2 separate regions of the Oncorhynchus mykiss genome follow, and region 2 is linked to region 1. Evidence: chromatin contacts called from public Hi-C data. All regions are on one chromosome and are shown on one strand. Each heading gives the region's core, a stretch centred on a gene start, on an enhancer-like site or on the middle of the called end of the contact. The rest is flanking DNA. Distances are from core to core; before and after follow the strand shown.

The links. A called contact is a pair of places that touch in the nucleus more often than the background predicts.
Region 2: a contact with region 1 is called in a Hi-C map of liver, with 6 times the contacts expected there. The contact joins the promoter of LOC110530849 here to the promoter of lipea in region 1. A contact is called at or near these places in 2 of 3 Hi-C or Micro-C datasets (blood and liver).

What each region holds. Positions count from the first base shown.
Region 1 is chr32:40,762,252-40,764,951 of USDA_OmykA_1.1, forward strand. It overlaps lipea (lipase, hormone-sensitive a), which reads right to left and starts at 1,404. Exons shown (of 11, transcript NM_001197210.1): 1 at 1,350-1,404.
Region 2 is chr32:40,932,835-40,935,534 of USDA_OmykA_1.1, forward strand. It overlaps LOC110530849 (protein argonaute-3), which reads left to right and starts at 1,277. Exons shown (of 19, transcript XM_036971834.1): 1 at 1,277-1,860. The coding sequence starts at 1,842.

The DNA of each region.
Region 1 (2,700 bases), core at 154-2,653:
CAGACAAACAAAGCTGAAACTTCACTGCTTGACATGTATGATGAAATCCTGGTTGATAATGAAACGACTGAACAACGAAACAACACATCAAGTAAGTGAAATAAATAAGTCTTGATTATGTTTTACTGGTAATGGGGACATACGTAAATGCCAACAAACCTTTTGGTCAGTGTGGTGTGTGTGTAACCTTTATTTAACTAGGCAAGTCAGTTAAAGAACACATTCTTATTTACAATGACAGCCTACCATGGCCAAACCCGGATGACGCTGGGCCAATTGTGCGCCGCCCTATGGCCGGATGTGATACAGCCTGGATTCAAACCAGGGACTGTAGTGCGTCCGTGTGAAATATTTAACTGTACTAGAATTCTTAAAAAAGGCACAAAAAAATGTATCAGTCTCGTTTTTTTGGTCAAGGAAAATATTGGGTATCAGAAAAATGTCATCAGTTTATCAATAATATTTAGCAATGAATCCGCTGAAAGACGTCTAATGGCTCTATCGAACAAGGACAACCATATTTACACGCACAAACGTGTCGTGCGATCAGTATCACACAGAGCCTTCTCAACATGCCACAAAGAAGGTCTACATTTCTTTACAGATTTCGTCCCCCACCCCCCATGATGAAAACAAGCCCAGATTTTCCCAGGTTAAAATACCATTTAAATATCAAGCGTTTTCAGGAGCAATTTCAGTAATGGGAAACGGCTCGAGGATCTAATGATGCTCCTACTAAGTTTCTAACGATGAATGAAGCCTTAGGATGCTTTTGGGAAACCGGGCTCTGTTCAATTTCCATGAAGGCCTTTTTAAATTCCTTTCAGTTTTTATTAAAGTCACTGTCATCTAGTTACTTAAGACCCAGCTCTCAAAACAACAACAGCCCTTTGAACCTAACCATCTGATTGATGACGTCACCAGACATTTGCGGTATAGAAACTAACCCAGTCCACTAACTTCACTCCCAAAATATCAGGTTTCACAAGAACACGACACTAATATGCACGACATCAGCTTTCCCAGCGGTAACCACTGGCCTCTACATTAGTCCACCTACACTTTTTTGTTTTGTTTTACTGTATCAATGTTGAAAATGGCAGTAAATCCATAGTTAAAATTCGTACTTTCAAAAGCCACATAGAATTTAGCAGCCAAAATGCTAGCTACAGCTGCAGCTAAAGTTATCTATGGCAGAAATTGTGACTGACGAACAACAGACAACAAGCAAGCGACTTCAAACGGACACCCGAAATTTAACGTGCGATTTGTGTTTACGAGATAAGTGTGAATGTACAGTTATCAAACATGCAAAGCATAGTGTATTTTACAGACTAGTATAAACTTACCAACACGCATCCTCTCTTCTACTGACAGTTTCTGTTTCGCCCACAGACCCTGACTAGTAATTATTACGAGTATTCTGCCAGCAGCACAAACGATGACGTCACGTTTGAATTGTCATGTTAAACCTTCAAAAGAAAAGCCCTTATTTAAAAATGTGGATAACTCATTAAAAATATATTGAATTTATCCACTTTTATTATGCCAACAATAAAAGGCAATAAGTAATTTATGACCAATAAAATGAACAAATACAATATTGACACTGGAATGTTGAGAATAGTAGACTGTAGAGATACTTTTTATATTTTTTACCTGTCTCAGTTAAAGTGCTGCCACCATAATATCCTGCTGCTAGGAGAACGGTCATTAAATATGGGTAGTCATGATGTGCAGTTCACGAACTATTCATTTTTAAGGACTATTTTTTACAACCTCTACAGCCCTTATTTGTTTTTCTGAGTGACTTTGTAGTCGTTCGTTTACCTGCTGCTGGCGGCCATTAATTCTACAGGATTAATATGCGCTCCTCCAATGACTCCACTCAGACCAACAAACACAACACAACGGTCAGTGCCGGGATCGCCTTTTCGCACGAAGGTCCGTGGTGGGTCTGTATAAATTATGCGATTATATTGGAGACAGGTTTATAGCAGTGAATGTCATCTAGTTTACTCTTACAGTATTTCTAAATAGAAGTCATATCAGCCAGGGAAACGAATTGTTCTCACTTTATGATAGAACATTCAGATGTATCTGCCTGGCTGTGGGGATCTTTACTTTAATTATTAGAATTTTCTTGTGATCACAAAGTATCTACTTATTTTGCTCAAATAGAGGAAAAATAGAGTAGTGTTTTCTTTGAAAAGATGGGCCTGGCTGAGAATAGAACATTCAGTGTGGCGCTGTTTAGCGCATTTTTTTGTATTGTCCTTTAAGTGTGTGCTTTCAGGCAACTAACTACTCGACTACCACATACCGACAACACATGTTATCTCGCGTGTGTGTGTGTGTGTGCGCACGCGCGCTTTGCTGCACGAGGGACTGGTGCACGTCGCAAAATAGATGGCATCACGAGGTAGCAAAATTATGCGGATATATTGAAGCAACATCTCAAGACATCAGTCAGGAAGGTAAAACTTGGTCGCAAATGGGTCTTCCAAATGAACAATGACCCCAAACATACTTCCAAAGTTGTGGCAAAATGGCTTAATGACAACAAAGTCAAGGTATTGGAGTGGCCATCACAAAGCCCTGACCTCAATCCTATAGAACATTTGTGGGCAGAACTGAAAAAGCGTGTGTGAGCAAGGAGGCCTACAAACCTGACTCAGTTACACCAGCTCAGTCAGGAGG
Region 2 (2,700 bases), core at 27-2,526, 170 kb after region 1:
TATTCTAGTTTTGGGAACAGAACTATTGAGATCAAATGTTTCAAATTTGCAATGTTGGCCAAAATCCATCTCGTTCCATCTTCTCCCACTGCTGGCCAGTGGGCTTCCTCTGACTACCATATTAGTAGTGAGTGGAAACACTAATCAGATGCTTCACATTTATACATCCACTGAAATATGTCTTATGTTCTATCTGTGATGTTTCCTCGCAATCAGCTGTTGTTCGGTTAGGCTCTGCGATATTGTGCTAGTGTATGTCACATGCGAATTGCACCAGTATTGAAAAAAATTAATAAAGGAAATACACACAATGTACATACTAGTTTACTGAAAATCAAGCTAACAAGGAACCCAAACTGGCTGCGCGCATGCGCCATCGTGCATAAATGTATTTCGTCCCCCCACCCCAAATGCGATCACGACACTGAACCAAATATATTAATTTGGGAACAGGTCGAAAAGCATTCAACATTTATGGAAATTTTGTTAGCTAGCTTGCTGTTGTTAACTAATTTGTCCTGGGATATAAACATTGAGTTGTTATTTTACCTGAAATGCACAGGGTTTTCTACTCCACCAATTAATCCACACATAAAACGGTCAACTGAATCGTTTCTAGTCATCTCTCCCTCCTTCCAGGTTTTTTCTTCTCTTGACTTTATATTGTGATTGGCAACTTTCATAAATTAGGTGCATTACCGTCACTGATCTCGTTTGTCTTCAGTCACCCACATGGGTAAACCAATGAGGAGATGGGAGAGGCAGGACTTGCAGTGTGATCTGCGTCAGAAATAGAACTGACTTCTATTTTAGCCCTTGGCAACGCAGGCGCTCGTTGGCGCAATAACTGAATAATATAGATTTCTACATTTATTTTGCAACGCTCGCATTGTAATAACACTTCCCTGTGGATATTTCGTCTCATATTACCTCCTCTACATAAAGACAAAATCTGGAGACAACAGGTAAAGTACATTCAATTAAGTTTATTCAACAGTCTGATTTGTGAAAGGGCTCCTGAGTGGCGCAGCGGTCTAAGACACTGCATCTCAGTGCTAGGGGCATCACTACAGACACTGGTTCAATTCCAGGCTGTATCACAAACAGCCATGATCGGGGTTAGGGTTTGGCCAGGGTAGGCCGTCATTGTAAATAATAATTTGTTCTTAACTGACTTGCCTAGTTAAAAAATATATATAAATACACAAATATATTTGTTAATTTTCAAAGTATAGAAAGGACTCTTATTCTGAAGGATTCCAAAAACCATGACCCGGAAAGTACTTCATTATTCTTGTCTGCTTCACAGCGGTAGTACCGAGAACGTACCGGGGTGTGAAACACAAATTTGCCGGCAGAACAACACCAAAAGAGCGGCAAAGTGTTCACGTTTATCGTTCGAAGAACAAATGTCAAGTAATTGTTATTATCCTGGCAACTGATGACGAGGCAAAACGTCATCAGGTAGCATTAAAGCCGTTCAGGAATAGGCGCCGTCTGTTGAGTCTCCGTGAAATATTTTCAGAGACTTGTCTTTGAAAATAAATAGATTTGTCTGCTGGAAACAATTAATACTCCAACGATCATAATGGGATACGTCGTTTAACTTGTGCGGGTTGACAACAACTGGGGAAATTTGGGAGGACCTCTGGTTAAGTGGACACCGCAAGCGGCCCGTGTCCACATCAGCAACAGAAGCCGGGGTGTCGGCTTGAGAGTCTTCGGGTGGAAAATCTCCAACACTAGAGCTACAGCGCTGACTAAATAGCGTCGTGCGAACAGGAGCTGCGCCGATATTTGACCATTGGGAGCCGGGGAGTATCCGGACAGAGACCTCATGAATGGAAATCGGAACTTCAGGTATATTCTTACATCGTCTGTGGAACGCCATATTAAATTGTTACATTTGGTGTTGAAGTTTTGTAGGCTGACTAACGTTACCAGTTTATAGCATATAGCATACGATCAAACCTACTATGCCAATCAGATTAAATTAAATATCAACTCATTCAGTCCTTTCACTGTACTGTCTGGGTTAGAAAACTAATTTGGGTGACCAGATATACTGTCGTTGGTAAGATTGTTTGCTGGTTGGTAGCCTCTGCCGGGTCCCCTTCAACCGAGGGGTCCAGCTGCGACATAATCTCTGAGCAGTCATCTCTCATGGTCTCTATGCTGCCACCTACTGATATGTAATCTCTCAGGAAAAGTGGGGGATTCGAACGGAACCATAGAGTGCTTGCAGTTGCGTCACAAATCACCTAGCAACCCCAAGCTTCGTGTTGGAAGACCAAACTCGCATGCTGACCAGACAGCGTGCTCGCCATTGCACGCATGTTGTTTTTGTCCACGCACACCAAACACTACCAGGACAGCAGGTTGAAATATCAAAACAAATTCTGAACCAAATATATTAATTTGGGGACCAGTCAAAAAGCAAACATTTATGGCAATTTAGCTAGCTGTTGCTAATAACAACCCAATGTTTATATCCCAGGACAAATTAGCTAGCTAGCTCTTGCTAGCTAATTTGTCCTGGGATACAAACATTGGGTTGTTATTTTACCTGAAATGCACAAGGTCCTCTACTCCGACATGTAATCCACAACAATTAATTTGCAGATAAAAGGGTAAACCAAGTTTGTTTCTAGTAATCTCACCTCCTTCAAGATGCTTCTTCTTTGGACTTTATATTGTGGT